2 separate regions of the Rattus norvegicus genome follow, and region 1 is linked to region 2. A link is a contact called in public Hi-C data. All regions are on one chromosome and are shown on one strand. Each heading gives the region's core, a stretch centred on a gene start, on an enhancer-like site or on the middle of the called end of the contact. The rest is flanking DNA. Distances are from core to core; before and after follow the strand shown. Region 1 holds the start of Tmem131 (transmembrane protein 131). Region 2 overlaps Tmem131 (transmembrane protein 131).

What was found. A called contact is a pair of places that touch in the nucleus more often than the background predicts.
Region 1: a contact with region 2 is called in a Hi-C map of kidney, with 2.2 times the contacts expected there. The contact joins the promoter of Tmem131 here to the enhancer-like site in region 2. A contact is called at or near these places in 4 of 12 Hi-C or Micro-C datasets (hepatocytes, kidney and liver).

The regions. Positions count from the first base shown.
Region 1 is chr9:46,655,598-46,660,275 of GRCr8, forward strand. Tmem131 (transmembrane protein 131) reads right to left here and starts at 2,884. Exons shown (of 41, transcript NM_001427652.1): 1 at 2,435-2,884. The coding sequence starts at 2,612.
Region 2 is chr9:46,614,146-46,618,264 of GRCr8, forward strand. All of the region lies in intron 1 of Tmem131 (transmembrane protein 131), which reads right to left. Among named protein-coding and RNA genes, the nearest start is that of Tmem131, 42 kb to the right of the region's middle. Within about 2 kb of position 2,281, at least 3 of the 93 cell types and tissues checked have an H3K27ac peak or open chromatin away from gene starts, as enhancers often do. A contact at or near this core is called in kidney, where this site is marked.

The DNA.
Region 1 (4,678 bases), core at 1,634-4,133, 42 kb after region 2:
AAAGATAGAGTCCGAAGACAGACAAGGATGTTAAGACAAGGAATGGCTCATGTTGTCAGGAAAATGACCATCTGGGTCAAACACTCGGAGCTGCATTAGGCAATCCAGCATTGCCTGCAGCTCTCCTTTGAGACAGTGACTTTGACTCTGTCTTGATTTTCTAGGAAATTCTACTGCAGTGCAGGAAAAAAAATATACAAATATACAAAATACACAGAGAACCACCACTAGATTTGCTGGCAGATCCCTTCTTGGAAACGTCAAACTATATCACTTGACACAGAAGATCCTCAGGGAGTAAAGAGATAAACTAAACGTAGGTTTCTTCATAAGTCTGACCAAACTTTCTGAAAATAAAAACAAAAACAAAAGAAAAGAAACAAAAACCAAAAACTCAACAGCACTGGGGCGAATGTTCTATTTGCCACAGCAGAGGCCAAAGACATTGTGTCACAATCCTGGGCGAAAATCAATTCCATTTCCCCTACTTATTCAAAATAAAAACAGGACTGGAATTTGATCTAAAAGCATGTTTAGAGAGTAGAACATTTATTGAGAGATTTTTTTTTTTTTGGAACATTTGATTAGAACCAGACCTATTTATGAGAGCCTAAGACATATGATATATATTAATATAATTACTCCTAATATCTTAAATAACTATTCCATCCGTACAAATGGTTCCCCCAGATACAGCACTGCCACGAAGGATGTCTGATTCGGCCAGGCCCAGTGGCTGACTCAATCACTTCCTTTCATACTTAACACCTTGGCCGCTACTCTACAGGCTTGGCCCTTCCACATTATTTACGAATATTAGAGAGGTGCATGGGCACTTGTAAATTATGCAAATATATTTCAGACTAATATCCTCAAACAAATTTACTTAACTGTGCCCCCAAAGTTAGTGTATAAAATGATGATTGGAAAAGGCGAGGCACCTACTGTGCGCCTGCACCACACAAGGCAATCAACAGCAAAGCAAAGCAAGTCCCCCTCTGGGTCACAGCGAAGCACAAGAAGACATGCCCACTCAATTATCAAACTATAGAAGGTTCACTCAACACACATGTCCAAATGTTGGCTACCACAGTCACCCATACCAACACTAAACTAACAGACGATCATAAATAATAAGAAGAATTATGGCAATCTGAGGCCTGACCATCTTAAAGCAACATTTTTCATGCTTAAAATAATCTTGCCTTTGCCAAATCCCTGCTTGCTGTTAACCAGACTGAGGCTGTTTATAGAGTTCAATGAGGGAATGTAATGTTTCTAAGAAAGATAAATAATAGAGTGACAAATAGTTACACTTTAAGGCTAATCTGGTTTACCTCTGCAGTTGCCAGACAGTAACAGGGATCTTATAACCATACAGGAAAACAACTTCAAAATTATAAGGAAAGAAATTATATTTCCTTGTAGAATTCCTCTGGTGTGTAATGAAAGATAATCTAACTAGTTTTCTCAATCTTAAAAAAAAAAAGCAGCATTCGCTGTGAATTAATTCATGAAGGCTCTGTGACTGCTCACACTCCTCCCTCCTCCCCTGGGCTCTGCACAGAAACAGGTAGTCCGGAGACACCCCCTCCCCACCCCCCAAATCAGTTTTGATCTTCAAGATTATAAAGTAATTTCTGACCTTGTCAAAGTACCAGTTTTACAGCTTTACAATATTAGGGGAGTTTTTAAAACAGGAGTGAGGCTTCAATTATGAATTTATAGGTGAAGGGTATGCAAGCTGCCATTTGTTTCTAAGGGCTCACACACCAAAGAGAAAAGGTACCGAAATTACGTGAGGCTATTAATGCAGAAATGGAAATCGGCTTCCAGTAGCTTACTAGAGGCAAATGAAATTCTATTTAGGGCTAATAACAAGCAAACAATCCTCCACGCCGCAAAGGGATACTGAATAAGAATACTAAAGAAACAAGAGCCTCTTCAAAGAGATGTTCCAGCAAATATAAATTTTATAAGCTGTGTATTTAAGTCTTTCCCATCAGTCTCGCTATTTTTTTTTTTAACCACCGCATTTTAAAGTGAGCTCCGTCCGCATGCACAAATTAAAACCCGACAAAGGGGATAACAAGAAAAGCGTCCCGCGATCGACCGACCTAGCAGGAGCCACCAAGAAACCGGGTGCCTCCACACCACATAGCGGGCCAAGTAGCAAGAACCTACGAGAGCTCGGGAAGTTTTGAAATGGGCACTGACAGCAGACGAGGGGAAGACCGGGGAACGGCAAAGGAAAGGAATCACGGAGCAGCTACAGAGCCGCGCCGCGCGGCCGACGCGGCAGCTCGCCGAACCGCGAGTCGCCGGCTCGGGACGGGGCTCGACCCAGCAACTTCGCGCCGGCGCCCGCCGCGGGCCTCCCTCTCCCGCCCGTGGCCCGCCACCCGCCGCCCTCTGCCTGCCGCCGGCCACCCACCTTCCTTCTCGGCCCGCGCCGCGGCCACCACGAGGGTCATCACCAGGTGCAGCGCTCCCAGGAGGCCGGCGGCCGCGCTCCGAGGACCCCCGCCGCGGCCGGCCGCGGGCTCCAGCCGGGCCCCGGAGGACGCGGAGGCGGCGGCGGCGGCTGCTCCTCCTCCCGCCCGCTTCCCCATCCTGGCCGGCCGGGGGCCGCCAAGCTCGAGGTCCGGCGCGACCCTTCTCCGCGAGGTGACGGCAGCGGCGCGGGAGCCGTGGTCCGGGCTGTGGGCGCGGTGCCGGAGGAGAGAGCGGTTGTGGGCCCAGGGCTCGGGCTCCCGGCGTGGGTCCGGGTCGGTGCGTGCGTGGGAGCGAGAGTGTCAGTCACAGCCTCGGCATCGGCATCGCCTACGAAGAGCCGGAACGGAGAGGCCGCGGGTCAGGCACGGCAGGCGGCCATACTGGAAACGGGCAAGGGCCGCGGGCCCCGGCGCTGGCCTCTGAGGGGCGGGGCGGAGCGCAGGGGCCCGCCCCCTCCGTGCCAACACCTGGGCGGCCCGCCCGTTCGCGTGTTTCCCGAGGACTCCGTGAGCTCCGACTCCTCGACACGCCCTCAGAATCCCACGGGCTTCACCGACCTGACGGGCCGGAGCGGCCAACCGCACCCTGTCACCGCTGCGGGGCCCAGGAGGAGGAGGGAAAGGGACCCGGGCCGGCCAGGAGTTAAGATGGCGGCAGGAGCTTCACGGAGGCAGTGACGGCAGTCACAGGGGAGACGGGGTGGCCACGGTGCGCAGCCGCATTGGTGCGTGGGCGGGGCCCGGCCGCGCCTCCGACGCCGGGACAAACCCGAGTCTAGTGGTACTGCAATGTTGAAGCCTTCCAGAGGTCTGGGTAGGCATCCGGAGTCCAATGCCAACAGTCCGTGCCAGTGACTCCTCCGAATCGCCCCTCTGCTCCTCGATGGCCTTGACATGGGGAGTGTTCAGGGTCCGATTCAATTTCTGGCGGTGCATCCTTGAGAATGGGAACCCGCTCTGTTTACGTCTGTGTCTTCCAAAGCGTACCCAAGAGAGGCTTAATGGAATCCTCGTACCTCATGTTCACAGGAAACCCTTTTATGTTGTTTCTTTGCTTGTTTGTATTTGGAAACTTACCGTGTGTGCGAAAAGCATCAGTTGGGGAATGGTTGAGGAACGTGGCAAGGTGTGCCTCCCTAGAAGCCAGACTAGGTTTTCTCTATCTTGGAATGATTAATGTTTCTATGTACATACTCCTTTCAAAGGCCCAAATTAAACGTGGTGTGTCTTAGTCTTCTTTAAGAAGCAACCTCATGTCTCCCAGGTTAAAGTGTGTATATGTATCTGTGTGTCTGTCTGCCCTCTACGAGTCTTAATCTAGGCCATTTTGAGAAGGGGAAGTTATTGTCACAGTTTGCTAGCCTGGTCACTTCCCCCAAGAGCCTAGCCCCAGAGTCTTTTTTTGCTTTTCTCAGCTTTTGGTTGATTAGTCGGTCTATTTAAAAGGTCACATTTGCCTATTGCATGTCTTAGAACAAACTAGAAAAGAAAATGGAACTTCAGAAAGTCTTATTTTAAAAGATACTCAACGTCCTCCCTTCTGCTGCCGTCCTGTTTGTGAAGTGAGCATGTAAATTAATAATATATTTTGAAGGTGACCTCACCCCTGATGGTTTTTGGTTTGCCCCCCACCCCCACCCAGGCAGTCTCCTTCTGAAGCCTAGGTTGACCTAGAACTCACTGTGTAGCTCAGGCTGGAGTGGAACTCAACTATGTTCCTTAAAAGTCCGTAGAATACTGTGATTAGAAACATGTGCCACCACCCCTGACTGCTAGTGATTAAAAAAAAAATTTATGAATACTAGCACTAAATTTGAGTTCATTGTTTTCAGTTCTGGATCCAACCCAGTGCTTAAATTTTCTCCTTAATGTAATGAAATAGCAGTAATCATCTCTCAACTGGCTTTTGAAATGTGCCTAAGGCAAGGAAGAGAATTGTATGGAAGGTTTCTAACACTGGGAGAAATTAAGCCCAAGGATATGTAAGTATCACTGGCACTTGAACATATACGGGCAGGTTCAAGAGAGTCGAGCCTCATGTATGTACTGCCTCTGCGGTGGGCCCTTTTTCTCAACACAAGTTCTTTCCAAGACCCTATACCTAATTGTGTAATTTTGAGCTGTGTTCTTATCTTTAAATAGCTCCTTGAGATGCTTGAACAGGCTTTTACCTGACTCTTCAG
Region 2 (4,119 bases), core at 1,031-3,530:
TATAAGAACATGTAGTTGAAAGATTTTAAGCTTTAAAAGAAAGTTTTGGAGTTTCACAAAAAAATTATTTTAAAAACTAGATATTTTAAAGAAAGAACTTTAAAAAATGTTTAAATTTGTAAGGCTATGGAACATTTTAAAATATATAAGATATTATTATAATGTTTTGTTAATATATGATCTTAATAGACTTATTAAAAATGCTACAGCTAGACATCAGAAACTGAAGTATTTCTATCTTATGTTACGGTAAGACAATGACGACCTTAAGCAGAATGACAAAGAACTAGGAACAACCTATGATCAGGACTCCTTGAAGTCAAAGACCACAGGGGTAGCCTAGGGTTGTCTGCGTGTTGGATGTTTACATTGAGATTCATAGGAACAGCAAAATTACAGTTTTGAAATACCAAGGAGAGGATTTGGTGGTCAGAGGGTTCCACGCCATGCAAAGCTGTGTTAAACACTCAACACTAAAACGTTGAGAACCTCTGGCTTAAGAGGATGTCCTCCTTACTTAAGGTCTATTCAGGCTAACAGAGTCTGATTTAGGGATATATGTCTAACCCCCTTGCTTTTGCAGCACTGTTAATAAGCCCTAGCTATTTTGGTAAACAGAGTCATAAAGTAAACTGCTGTGTTTTATAATGGTTTAGCATGCAAGGATCAGGAAATTCCCAGTCTCTATGAACTGTGTTATGAGTTAAAAGTCTTATCTTAGGGGTTGGGGATTTAGCTCAGTGGTAGAGCGCTTGCCTAGGAAGCACAAGGCCCTGGGTTCGGTCCCCAGCTCCGAAAAAAAGACCCCCCCCCCAAAAAGTCTTATCTTGATACTGGAAGAGCTTCAATTCAAAAATCATTATTCTTATTATAAACTGTTAAAGATGATTAAGCTTTGATATGCTCTGAATTATACTTTCAGTTACGCTAAGCATTATGTAATTGATTACAGAAAAGGGCTTTATTTATCTTTCTATGCATGTTTTCAAGGTCTGGAAACAAACAAGGATTATTTAGCTCATCTATATAGGTATAGGCCTCTATCTGTCCTCAAACCTGAGTATGGCATTTAAGATGTTAAACTTACTATGGCAGAGACTCCCAGATCCTAACAGTGACCCCCAGGGTCTCCAAGAAGACAATGGGCCATTGGACCAGATTGCCTCAATACCATGGAGACCACAAGAGCCTTGGGATGACTGTCTAGGTAGTGACTATGAACTAGTTTATTATTTTAACTGATACATAGGTCATGATTGTAATTTATCCTTCTCAGATCCCTGATCATATTGACAGCTAAGACAACTATAGCTTTGTCAGCGCCTTCCCCCAAGGCTGTAGCCAGATATCTTGTTAGTTCATTAGTTAAAGCTACTAGGTCTCTTATTAAGAAAAGGACACAGATTTGCCTTGCTCACAGGCTTCATTTTAAAGGATCAACAGGTTTCAGGTGTAACTTTCCACGAAAGGAACATGCTTTACAATGACTGTTTTCAATAATAACTTCATGTCTCTCATAAATGGTTAGATTTAAAAAAAAATTGTTCTAAGGTGTATGAAGGTTTTAGGATAATAAAAGCTTAAATAAGTCCTAAGGGTCTCAATGATAATCTAAGATATATAAAGTAATTTATAAAAGCGTCTGCTTCCTTGTCCTCCTGGGCACTCTTCCTCTGAGATGCGAAGGTTCAGAATGTTAACACTCATCAGTAGATTTTGCAAACTGGCAGAGCACTGACTGCTTGCTAGTCATCACAAGCTCACAACTTGAGTTTTCTCTGGTTGTCCTTTAAATATAAACTTAAAGACACTTTTCACCGGGCTAAAACACCTCTGTCCAACCCACATACCTGGCTCTCTGGACAGAGGAAAGAATGTAAGAGGTTTTCATGCTTTTTAGCATAAAGTTTTTGCCAGGACTCAAAGGCACAGGTCCCTACTCCTGCTGCCTTACAGACACCTATTAACTGCTTTTTCTATGATGTAGTTTTCAGTACAATTAACACTAATATTGTAAACTAAAAGGTCAGGTAAGCTTCAGAGGGTCAAAGAAGTCATAAGACTTGGCTCCACCTGCCACCAGTTAAGTACAGCCTAAGTTTCTGCACCTGTCTATTCCTGAGACTGGATTCCTCCCCTTCCCCAGTTATTAGGAGATTTTAATGTCGTCCCTAGTCTATGTTTGTCTCAGCAGATTTTCACTTCCTGTCAGGCTCCATCCAGGGAACCCCTGTGGACTGCAAAGTGCTGAGCTCTGGACTTTGCAGAAAGCTGATATGAACCAGTCCAGCCTATGTGACTGCTCCGTCTCTCCAGCTGGCTCAGCTAATCAGATGCTTCTGATAAATGCCTCATTGCCCAGCTCTCCTGGACCCTGGCAGCAATGAGCCCTAAGGTCAGCTGGGAGTTATAGAATAGAGTACTCATCCCACCGCCACAGGTTGAAATGCTAAGTCAAAGGGAAACTCCCCAGAAGACAGGACAAAATGGTTACTGTCAGCTAACTGACATACCAGAAAAGTGGGCCCAGATTTGTCAACTGGTAGATTTGTTAACTAAAATAGTTCTACAATATTGTAGGGCACTTGGTCTGCGTTTGTAGAACAAACAGGTATTATATGGCTTTTTAAACTGTTGTTTCTGTACAAACCATTCAGGGTTATAATCTGGTTGTACTCAAATCAAGTAACTACAAAAAGGAGAGCTGGCTGGTCCCCCGCCCATTTCCAGACTCTTTCTGGATCGTAACTCTGATGTCTGCCATCACAGGGACTTTAGCCCTCTTGCCTCTGCTAATTACTGCTGGTTCTTACATCACTGATACAATAAGTAAATGCTAACCCATATTGGTACCATTAAGCTGATATTATTAAATCCAAAATAACCAAGTATCTATCACAAGAATTTGATCCAAGACACAAAGGGGGCGGGATGTAATACCCAAAATTAACTTGCAAGCCCCACTTACCCAAGGACCAGTTAACCTCCTGAGATGCTGGGAATTGAAGTTCTGGGAAAATAACAAAGCCTCCTAGGAAAGTACGGTGGCCCATGGGTTTGTCTTTACAGCCCCTGTAACACGAGTCTTGAGGCCACTCAGCATGAAGTTCCAGAGTCTTGTCCTGACCAAAGTCCATCTGTTGGACAGTATTTAATATGTAACAAAGCTGACTTCAAGTTTGGTCCAAAGATGTAAAATGCTTTTTCTCCAGCAAATTTTAGGTTCAATATTAGCAACCTGAGTTTGAACCCCAGAACCCACATAAAGATGGGATAAAAACTAATTGCAGAGTTGTCCTCTGACCTTCACATGTGTGCATTCCCCATGTACATACGCACGTGCACACAACAACAATAAAAACCATTTTAAAGTGCAAAGTCAACTTGTTTAAGGTGTGTGTGTGTGTGTGTGTGTGTGTGTGTGTGTGTGTGTGTGTGTGTATGCTGGTGTGGAAGAAAATCTCCTATGTCATTCTTCAGTATGTTCCTCATTTTTTGGACAGTGTCTCTTAGATCTGGAACTGGCTGAGCCAGTGCCTCAGGCCCCAGTCTCCTTCCCAGCAGCATCATTACAAGTGTGTGCTGGCTAGTTTTACATCAGTTTGACACAAGCTAGAGTTACCTGAAAGAAGGGAACCTCGAGTGAGAAATGCCTTTATAAGATCCAGCTGTAAGGCATTTTCTTAGTTAGAGATTGATGGAGGAGGGCCCAGGCCACTGTGGGCCTGCCATCATGGGCTAGCAGTCCTGGGTTCTCTAAGAAAGCATTTCACCGACTGAGCTATCTTTCTAACCTTCTCTTGGGACAAGGTTTGACTATCATTCTCTATATAGCCCATGCTGGCCTGAACTTTGCTATTCTCCTGATTCTGCCTCCTGACTGTCTGGATTACAGGTATGGTTCACCATGTTTGCCCTTACACTGGCTTCAAGTATACCACTGCAATAAGAAAACAAACGAAAACCAGAGTTGGGTTTTCAGCTTGGAAGAAATTGAACAGGGAGTATCTGTGAGTGTGTGTTATTGAGCTCTTTAAACCTGTGCTATACTTAAAGCTCATCAATAACTGCTGGGATCAATTTTCCCAGTGTGACTACTGATTGTCCATTTCCCTGTAG